3 separate regions of the Mus musculus genome follow, and all the other regions are linked to region 3. The links are chromatin contacts, called in public ChIA-PET and HiChIP or PLAC-seq maps. All regions are on one chromosome and are shown on one strand. Each heading gives the region's core, a stretch centred on a gene start, on an enhancer-like site or on the middle of the called end of the contact. The rest is flanking DNA. Distances are from core to core; before and after follow the strand shown.

Region 1 (3,620 bases), core at 732-3,231, 160 kb after region 3:
TATTATTTTTAATGTGCTTAGAGGTCATTTCTTTAGTAATCCATTGGAGTTTCTTTCAGAATCACTGTTCCATCATTTAGGAGGTCAGCTTTCTTTCCTGTTTTGACAGTGTATGCCACATGTGTCCTCTTGTCTTGTAGTCTCTATTCTTTGTGATTCCGCAGCTCTCCATAGAGTGCAGTTCTATGTCCTGCCTGCAAGGTCCATTGGCTTACTAGGGTCTGCCCCTCCCAGAAGAGTAGCTCATTTAGAATGCATTACTGGTGTGCTGTCTTGCATCTTTTTTACCCATTTTAGAGTTTAATTTCTTCTCTCCTTTTTAGTCTGACAGTCATTCATTCTCCTTGATAAAGAAGCCAGGAGTAAGAAGCAATAATAGTTTCCTTTTCTCTTTATTATCTACCACTATTAGCCATAAACCTTTGTTTTAATGTTGTTGTATTGCCTTTTTTTTTTTTTTTTGCCTTTTTTTTTGTGGTGATTTTGGAGAAATTGGAAAGGGGGAACCATCGGACTTTAAACATAATTTTAGACAGAGGATGGATAGTTGTCCTGAGTGGGTTTTGTATGTTTTTTCCTTTTATTGATTTATGTTAGCCAACCCTTGCTGATTTGTAACTTGAGCTCTCCTGTTGTCATTCTTATGAACCATCCCACTCCTCGCAGTCCATCCCAGCCCTCTTCTCATCTTCCATCTTGTTTGCATGTTCTTTAAAAGTATGACCTGGGCCATATCTCCATAGTGCCACCCCTGTAGCCTCCCTGAGATGTTATTTGTCATCACGATGGCAGTTGGACATGTGGAAGCTGTTCTGTTGTCTTGAGCCGTTTTCCATACTGCATCTCATGCCACTGAGTCATGCCTCTTTCCTATGAATTTTCAGTCTGCCTCCTCCTCTTCAACCGCCCTGAACTCTGGAATGACATAGTAACTCTCCCTGAATGTTCCTATCAGTTTTCATTTCACCGACTATTTTTTTCTTCTTGGTCAGAATTAGGTCCAGAGTTGAAGTTCCCCTAATTGCTTCCTCTACCATCTGGGAGATAAAATTGTTACCAAAGTAAGTCAAGAACCTGTTGGGCACCCTACTTCTAACCAAACGAGACTTGTAGCCAATATCTGGATGGTTGACACTCCATCACCACACTTCTTGCTTCTGTGTGTGTATTGTGTTGTGACAAAGATGCATCATACCCATCTTCCACCAAGCTGAGATCCTGTTCTGTCTCCTGACCATTAGCAGTTCTATTGCTCTCTCTCTCTCTCTCTCTCTCTCTCTTTCATGCACAAGCTCTAGCATGTTCCTACCCCAAACTCACGAGTTCCCACATAGACATGTTTCTTGGCTAGTACGGCTATTTTCCCTCTCCTCCTAAGAATGCTATGTGAAATAAGAACACAGAGAGCAAACAGCCTAGTCCTAACTATTCTTGAGTCCCCCACCCACCAGCTGAAATCCTATAGTGAATTCCTTTAAAGCTTTGTCTACTGTTACTATTATCTAAGTATCCAGTTCATCACCCTAAAGCTTTTTTTGTGTGCAGGCGTCTGAAACCTTAAGTAATTTCTCTGATGCCTACCCCAGTAGTTCCCTTCAGAAAATCACGAGACAGTTTTAGCATCATAGTTATTCTTTCAAGTAATATATTCTACCCTGCCCTCCATAGTAATTGATTTTCTAGCTTTTATTCTAGGTATTTTCTCCCTACCTTATCATATTTACTTAAAGCCTCACCAATGGCTCATACTTGAAATTAGAAGGACAGGATGAAGAATTGGTAAGACTCTTCCCATCCCTAGGGATCAGGTGACTCCCAAACTTAACATTATCGGAGAAGCTCATATTTTCTCCTAGCTGGCTTGGCAGTTTTCAAACAGTAACATTTAGTTTTAATTTCTGTTTATTTCCTCCCTTGTGGTCTGATGGAGAGAAATAGGGCCCTGGCCACAGAGGAGCAGTGAAGAAGATGAAAGGGATGAGTGCAGATTAACACCCATGTGGTTTGTTCTGGCCCCCTTCTCTGACAACAGGTTGTTCTTTGTATGCTTTGGAAGGTTTGCATCTTTAAAAGCCTCCTGTGCTAATTAGTTAACTGCATAGCCTTTTTGGCTTCCTGCCTCAGAGAGTTGTTGAAAGGGTTATGTGACTTGATATGGTTAGTGCCAGGCACAATGTTTACTGTATACTCAGCAGCAAATGACAGTTCCTTGTTAGAGGCGTGAGGTTGGACTCTCCTTAGGTTGTGTGACTGCATCAGAGGTTGAGCTTTCCAGAAACTACGTTTCCAGGTTTTTCTTCTGTTTTCTGATGCAGAAAATCAGCATTGCTCTGGGAGTTTAAAACAGTGCTGCACTCAGTTTTTCAGTCAGAGACTTGATTTAGTGAATTTTATGTTCTGAAAAAATTCTTGCAGTGAAAACAGTCTGTATCCAGTAAAGAAAAAGGAAACGTGTAATTCTTGAAGTGTTGGACAGACCCATCCCCTAGTAGTTATTAAACTCTTCATTATTAGCTGACGGTCACTGAGCGTTCCCTCAGTGCTGACTGCTACACTAAGCACTCCACAGAAAGCATCTTCCGAACCTTCACAAAGACACGAAGTAGACCCCATGTTCTCCATCAGGGAAGCAGAGTGACACCTTGCCCCAGGTGACAGATTAAGAAGGGGCCCAGTCATATGTGAGCCCCATGTTCCTAACAGTACACATTATACCGCTCAAGCTAAACTATAGGTGTTTCTTTGTACCATTACTGTGTCAACAGCTGCAAACAGGTGCATGAATCAGTTGGCCATGCTGCATGTTTGACGTAACTCCTTGCCCTTCTGCATGAACTCCCACAGTCTACTGCAATGTCCTTGGATTTGTAATTTGTAATATCTGAATGGACAGGTGTGCAACTGCGTACATTCTCTTGGCGGAAGAAGAAGCGACAACTATTGCTGAAGCAGAAAAACTCTTTAAGCAGGCCCTGAAGGCTGGAGATGGTTGTTACCGGCGCTCTCAGCAGCTACAACATCATGGGTCCCAGTATGAAGCTCAACACAGTAAGGTTTCCTCCAGGGTGTTGTGCTGAGGGATCGGAATGGGAGAGTTAATTAGACCACAGGTTCAGTCTGGCTCAGAACCGGCCTCTCTTGGATTCTGTTAGATAAGGCACTTAGCACACTGCCAACTTGGTTAACCTTATATTCACATGCTTATTCACGCCCACAGAATTTCATTGCTGTAAACCAACAGCGATGCCATAAACAAACAACTTTTTGAGTTCAATAATTTCATCATTTCTCCCTTCCCTTCCCTCCCTCCAAAGCCTTCCATGCATCTTCTACCACAATAACTTTTAAAACTTCTCCCCAGAATTGCTTTCTGCTTCTTCTCTTTAGTGGTTTCATCTCAGCTGTTTCTCCATCTCATAGCTTTAAGTCCAGTTTAATAACTGAACATAAACTGGTTTTTAGCATCATAAAAATGTTATCCTCTAAGTCTTGCGGAGCAGGATTGAAAAAAGGACAATTTAGAATAAATCTTTTATTGGTTATAGTCTATTGGCATTTAGTTATTATTGAAGAAACATTAGTATTATCGTTGAGAGAGAAAGAACCACGAGTTCTTCATC
Region 2 (3,529 bases), core at 56-2,555, 180 kb after region 3:
ATATTAGCTTAAGGAACAAGTAAAGAATTCTCTGTGGCCATGGCCCCAGACGATTTCAGACCATCATGACAGTGAAGGCGTGGGAGAGTTCATGGAGGTGTTCGTAATGGTAAGATCCTGTGGAGGAAGCCCCTCACTATAGAGGACCAGGAAGCACAAATGGGACCCGAACCAGGGGTCAAGTTAAATACCCTTCAAAGGTCCACTCCTTAGGAGTCCATGTAGGAAATTGGAAAGAGACTTAACAAGAGAGTAATGGTGTAACTGAGGTGCGGTGTACTTTGGTCTGAGCAATTGCATATTTTAACTTTAGTCCAAACCTGACTAGACAGGCTTTGATTAGTCTTTTACAAAGGACATTCACATGGACTGGAATTATGTACATTGAGGGTAATTTGAGGTCAGAAGTGGACTATGCACAGAGAAATGAAAACCTTCAGTGTGTGAACATCTGTTAGCTAGTATAAAGCATACAAAAGGAAGATGTCCTGGTCAGTTCTGTATCAGCTTGATAAAGTCTAGAGGCATTTGCAAAGAGGGCAATTTTGGATGAGAATATTCTTCTGTCAGATTGCCTGTAGGCAAGGCTGTAGTGCACTTTTTTGATTAGTGATTGGTGTTGGAGGGCACAGCTCACTGTGGCAATGCTCTTCCTGGGCAGTCCATCGGGGGTTATATAATAAAGCTGGCTGGGTGTGGAATGGGGAGCAGGACCAGTAAGCTACATTCCTCAATGGCTCCTGCTTCACTCGCTGTCTCTTAGTTCTTGGCTTGGCTCCTGCCCCATTTTACCTTCATGATGGATTGTGATTCAAACATGTAAGCTGAAACGAATCCCTTATTCTCCAAGTTGCTTTTGATGAAGTTGTTTAATGACATCAATAGAAACCGTAATTATAACAAAAGGTATCAACAGGTATTATGGCATACTTATAAGGAACAGGTACCACCACCCAACAGCTAAGTAGAAATCTCCTTGGATGCACTGTGGAGAAATAAAGCCAGCTCTACACTTGCCCTACTAAGTCACAGTTGTGGGAGAAATTCGCTGCAGATGAGTCAATAAACCCAGACTAGTGGTTAACTCATCACGCATCAGATGTGGATGCGTGTGGGGATGTAAAAGCGTGGACACGGGTCCCAGCAAGGTTAACTGGAAATATCAGGGGAGGAAAGAGAGTTGTAGAAGGTGAACTGATTGCAGAGCGGCGTGTAGATGACTGTCACAGCATGGAATATAGCTCTGCATACCATGTGCTGTGGTAAAAGAACCTTCCATTGTAGTTACTTTCCATACTACCTTTTGAAGTGGCTGCCAGAGTATTTGTAAACTCTGACCCAGGTAAGCAAGAGTTAATCTCCTGAGTCATGCTATTTACTGTTGCCCATATGAATGTGGAAGACTGCCAAAAATAGTGATTGCGGTTTTTGGCATGAAAAGCTCTTTCTGACAGAAATTTTTGGTCATTATGTTTAGCTGTTTATTGAGGCCACTCTTGGAACAGGAGACCTATACCATGCCATCACAGAAGGAAAGATACACAAGGTCCTCTTTTACTTGGGCTTGCTTCCAGGTCATTCAAAATATGCACTGAATATCCCAGGCTTATTCTTTATCTCAGGGTGAGGCCACACCAGATCCTAAGCTGTTCAAGATGATATAGAAACATTCTACTCCAAGACTTACCTGGAAGTTTGAGAAAGGTGGCACTCCTTGAGACTCCAGAAAGTAGAGTTTACTATCCAGTCCATCGTTGGGAGAGTTCTCTTGTAGTAACAGAATGGTGGTGCTGTCAGAGCTTTGACTTTGGGAAGGAGAGCTCTTAGATATTGTACAGTAAGTAAAAAATTCTCACTGATGGAAGAAGAGAACATGGGTGATTCTGGTTCTACGTGAGGAGCAAGCACAAGGGGACATTCTATTCTGAAAGTATTTTTCTTAGGACTCTGAATACACAGCTTATACTGATTGCTGAAAATTTTAATGTTCAGACAATGTTCCTTGTCTGGAACGAACAGAGCATCATTTTTACAGGAAGCAGATAATTATGTAAGTAACCCTTTAACCCTTTGGGCTGGTGAGATAGAACATTTACTAGAAGACCATGGTCATGCCTGCAACTGGCGCTGTATGTGGATATGCATCCCTCCAGTGAAGAATCAGAGCTTTAACCAACATCTGGGCACATCAGGCTTGATCATGTGACTTTTGAATAGGTGTGGCTCCATATTTGCCTTTTAATTAACTGTAACAGTGACATTTCCTTACTAATGTATGTGGAGGCTGCATTCGATAGTCTCTGTGTGAATGGAATACCCCCGTGCTCTGAGGACTCTCTAAGTACTTCATCCTTCCCTTTCTCCAGTCATGCAACGTAGTGTCTTTTCTATTTTCTATTTATGCCTTTATTTGAAACTGATTAAAAATGTCAAACTTGCAGCTCTAACAAAATAATATCTGCTGTTTGAATATAGTACAGGCCAGATTGTCTAAACCTTAATTAGGCTAAGCTTGACTTAACCTCAGTGGGAAGCTGGCTGAGGCGCTATGTTAATTACCTTTGCCTTAAACTATGTAAGAGTTGTCCTACTCAAGGAACAGTACATGGATGCTAAAATAATAAAATGTTTAAATAGATGCAAATTAAACTTGAAAAGTTTAAACTGTTGTTTTCATCCTGTAAGTCAGCTAAGAAATAGCATACAGACTGTGGTTCTAAATTATGTCCACAGAGCATTTCAAATCCATCGAATTAACTCTCCTTCTTTGTCCATTTGAGCTCATAAATGTTAACTTCAGAAGTGCTTCAGATTCTTCCATTGAAATAAACTTGAACTGACAATAGCCAGATGATGTAAAATTGGAACTGAAACTCTATCCATGGCCCATCCCATGTTCTTCCTCATAGGTATTGGAGGACTCATAGGAAAGCTAGTGTTTTCATTCTACAGAAACTGGAATATTTAGGCAAAGTGGGGCATATAAATTTCTTGCTGCCAGGAAAAAGCAATTAGCAGTGAGGGAAAGACAGAGGGAAATAAATAAACAGAACTATGCTAGATAGTGAGTGAATTTAAGGATTTGTTTAGAATGACTTGGCTTATAGAAAATATGCCTCAACATTTATCATATGCTTTCATTCAAGCCTGATGTGGGAACTGTAGCCTTTTCTTTCTTTTTTTTTTAAATATACTTTTAATTTTATTTAGCCTTTTCTTAATAGGCAAATTATGTCACCAAACCCTTTTTGTACTTTATTTCTAAATAAATAAATAGAGATAGAGTATATGCTGTACTGTAAAGCCAATATACCAGATCTAAACAAATAGCATATCAGAAATTCAATATAGCCATGCCAATATTGTATAAGGATGATGGCTTCCTACTTGGCTGGGCTGGTGTATGTGTCCTGTGAACCAGGTGCTGCTCCTCTCCTGCTGATGAAACCGTGAGCTCAGCCCAGAAGTGCCACTGCTTGGGAATGCAAACTCATATGTATGGCTGAAACCAGGAAACCATGCTCTTGAT
Region 3 (3,165 bases), core at 35-2,534:
AGGATGCAAAAGAAAAAGCATGATAAATGAAGCCTGAAAGAATTTGAGAAACCTCTTTTCGTTCAGGTAATAACGTGAAGGTGACAGGCTGAGGGGAAAGGTCTCGCAAAGCCGGCATGTCCACATTCTTGGCCTCTCCCTAACATTCTTTCTTCTGGAGGTTTTTGAGGTAGAGTGTCCTGGAATGAGGGGCTTCAAAGGAGGAGGGGGAAGGGAGAAAAGATCGAGCTTTCCATGTTTTATAGTTTAGTCTGAGGGAGATGCATTCTGATTTCTACAATGCACCTTGAAGTAGGGGAATTTTGGTTTCCGGGAACTGGCTTTGCTTTGGGGGACACACAAGGTATGAAAAAAGGACAGGAGCTCAGAGACACCTTGCTTCTGAGGCCTTTCCAATTCCCTTCCATTCAAGGCAGCCAGCACGCCAGCACAAGGTGTCCCATTTTGAGGTAATGCATTCTGAGCTTAATCATGAGCAATATAAAAATTATAATAAGGTAAGCTGTTCAGTGATGAATTTTAATGTCTTGGTTATAGTTGGGAAAGTCTGCGTTTGCTTCATTTAACATTGAATACATTAAAAGTCAAGAAACAGACTCGGAGCTAGCACCTAAAGCCTTGTGTAAAATATACTATTTTATTTAACCGTGGGAAAATGTTCATAATGTGGTTTTATTTTTATTCATTTTTCATTAGGTTCTGATGAAGTACGCCAAAGTTAAACTAGGGAATTGCTTATATGTTAAAAACAAAAACAAAACGAGTAAAGACTTGTTTGAATGGCGATCACTTGGAAAATAGGAAGAAAAAGAAATACGTATGTTGTCAGTTTCTCTGGAAAACCCTTCACCGTGCTGTTTGGGAAAAACAAAACAAATAGCAGAAGCTAGTACAAAGGGAACCAAAATTTCTCTTCAGGCCTAATGAGCAGGAGTGCATCTCTTCTAGCTCGTCTGGATTTCATTGATACCTTTAAGCCCCAGTCCTGGGAGACACAGCTTTAAGACTCCTGGAAACCTTGTTTACGTCCTGGAAATCTTGATTGCAACCGAATTCTGACTCCACTTTAAGGTAGACCTAGGAACGCTTTGGGCCTCAGTTTCCCTCCGTCTATCACCCCAGGACCTGGCAACTGTTGCAGGCTCCCCCCCCAGACATTACAAAGTGTGTGGAGCACGCCCGGCTCTCGGAAGCGCTCTACACCCGCGAGCTGTTACGTCAGTGGGTCCCTCGGCGGCGCCCGGGCTGTCCTCCTAAAATACTAGTACAAGAAGTATAAATGGCCCGGGAGAGTGCAGGGACCGGGCCCACGTGACCGCTCCACGAAGGCCACCGGCGGGGGCTCGGAGCGCAGGCCGCGCGCTTTCCCGCCGCATCCGGGCGCCGGGCGAGCTCCGGGGACGCCGGGCCCTGGCGGCGGCGGCGGCTCGAGCCGTGCCTCGGGCGGGTGAATCATCCCGGCCGACAGCGAGCGCCGCGGCGGCCCGTAGCAGCGCCGGAAGATGGCCGAGGCGGGCGCGGGCTTCCTGGAGCAGCTCAAGTCCTGCATCGTGTGGTCGTGGACCTATCTGTGGACCGTGTGGTTCTTCCTCGTGCTCTTCCTGGTCTACATCCTGAGGGTGCCCCTGAGGATCAACGACAACCTGAGCACAGGTCAGGCCCGGCCCGGCCCGGCCCGGCTCCGCTCGGCCGCCCCTCCCCCGCCCCGGGAAAGTTAGTGCAAAGTCGCGCGGCGGGGTCGCGGCCGGCGGGGACGCGCGCTCCGGGACGCGCCGCCTCAGGTGGCCGCCGCAGCCCCGCGGCCTTCGCGAGTCCCACCCCCACCCCCGCGCGCGGAGTGTCCCCTTCCGTCCCCGCGGGTCCCCGCCGAGCCCCGGGAGCTCGCGAGTCTCGCCGGCGCTCGAGCGTCCGAACCGCGCCGAGGAGGCATGTCCTGCTCCCGGCTGCGCCGCCAGGGCCCACGCATGGCTCGGGCCGAGGGCGCGCGCGAGTGGAGAGAGAGCCTTGTCCCGGAGGGTGTCGCTGTGGTGTGGACGGGGAGGGCATGTCCGTAGGTCCCTCTAGGAGCGTGGATGACGTGTCAGGTCACCCAACGGAATGTCGAGGGGACACGCGGACCGCGCGCGGGGAATCTGGAATGTCTGACGTCCCCAGCTGAAGTTGTCCTGTTCTCGGCTGAGCCCTCTCTAAAGCGCGCGGGGCTAAACAAGTGTGCATGTATGTGGTGACTGTGGTCCTGATAAACTTGCAGCAGGCCACCCCAGATGTTAAAAACCAAGGAGGGCAAACTTAGGCTAAGGACACCCCAGAGACAATTCAGAAACAAAATGCACGTTGAAGGAAGGCTTACAGCCCTTTGAGTCTGCAAATTTTATTGCACACTACGCTGGGAAGTCTTTACAGTTCTGACTTATTTACAGACATAGATACACATTCACATATATCTGTCTTCTGTTATTTTAATTTGCATTGTCTACAATACCAAGGTTGGAAATGAATTTCCCATGACCATAACTGGAAATGGAGGACCAGTGGGAAGTGGACCCTTTTAGATGCTTGCCACAATGTACTCATTTTGTTTAACATTATAAACCTCCTTTAATGTGAACCTGTTGCTGACTATGTTTGTTTCATAGTATCCTTTGGATGGTCTTTTTGGGAGGCAGACAGAATTCTGCACATAGAATCAGCTCATCCTAATGTAGAGGATGCTAAGCTGTTTGGCTCTGATTATTCCGAAGATCCCACCTTTTTTTTTTTTTTAATCTGTTAGCGTGACTGCTTGTCACATTGTAATATTGTGTTCCTTGCCTTAGGACAGACATTCTCAACCTGTGGGTCATGACCCATTTGGAGCTTGCATATCAGATATCCTTGCATGTCAGATATATACATTATGAGTAGCAAAATCACAATTACAAAGTAGCGAGAAAAAAGAAAATAGTTTTATGGTTGGTGGGTCACCTCAACGTAAATTTAGAAGGTTTAGAACAACTGCTTTAGGGTAAGGCTTTTTCCTTGTGACTTTGGTGACTAGAGAATAGATTCTAGTCTCAAAGACCCGTCCTTTAAACAAATTTGAATCTTTATTATCTATTTATAGGAAGGTACTTCCAAATTTTTTTCCTTCCAGAAAATTTGTTGTAGAATTTTTAAAATCTTGAA

The links. ChIA-PET counts read pairs in DNA pulled down with a chosen protein or histone mark. HiChIP or PLAC-seq counts read pairs in DNA pulled down with a chosen protein or histone mark.
Region 1: a contact with region 3 is called in an RNA polymerase II ChIA-PET map of memory CD8 T cells, with 128 read pairs. The contact joins the enhancer-like site here to the promoter of St7 in region 3. A contact is called at or near these places in 17 of 39 promoter capture datasets (the C10 cell line, the HPC-7 cell line, cranial neural crest and 12 more), 19 of 484 Hi-C or Micro-C datasets (8-cell embryo, the BV-2 cell line, the CH12 cell line and 10 more), 18 of 115 datasets of contacts at active chromatin or transcription factors (the 230-238 cell line, the NIH/3T3 cell line, the SCID.adh cell line and 11 more) and 3 of 9 other capture datasets (adipose tissue, embryonic stem cells and liver).
Region 2: a FOXA1 HiChIP or PLAC-seq map of pancreatic cancer cells shows a contact between it and region 3. The contact joins the enhancer-like site here to the promoter of St7 in region 3. A contact is called at or near these places in 7 of 39 promoter capture datasets (the 3T3-L1 cell line, 3T3-L1-derived adipocytes, the C10 cell line and 5 more), 4 of 115 datasets of contacts at active chromatin or transcription factors (bone marrow-derived macrophages, cardiomyocytes, embryonic forebrain and 1 more) and 1 of 9 other capture datasets (adipose tissue).

Annotation. Positions count from the first base shown.
Region 1 is chr6:17,849,365-17,852,984 of GRCm38.p6, forward strand. St7 (suppression of tumorigenicity 7) reads left to right here. Exons shown (of 16, transcript NM_001289624.1): 7 at 993-1,061; 8 at 2,894-3,048. Among named protein-coding and RNA genes, the nearest start is that of Gm52894, 10 kb to the left of the region's middle. Within about 2 kb of position 1,982, at least 6 of the 459 cell types and tissues checked have an H3K27ac peak or open chromatin away from gene starts, as enhancers often do. A contact at or near this core is called in the SCID.adh cell line and memory CD8 T cells, where this site is marked.
Region 2 is chr6:17,870,651-17,874,179 of GRCm38.p6, forward strand. The region is part of intron 9 of St7 (suppression of tumorigenicity 7); the gene reads left to right. Among named protein-coding and RNA genes, the nearest start is that of Gm52894, 31 kb to the left of the region's middle. Within about 2 kb of position 1,306, at least 13 of the 459 cell types and tissues checked have an H3K27ac peak or open chromatin away from gene starts, as enhancers often do. A contact at or near this core is called in pancreatic cancer cells, where this site is marked.
Region 3 is chr6:17,692,710-17,695,874 of GRCm38.p6, forward strand. St7 (suppression of tumorigenicity 7) reads left to right here and starts at 1,285. Exons shown (of 16, transcript NM_001289624.1): 1 at 1,285-1,653. The coding sequence starts at 1,503.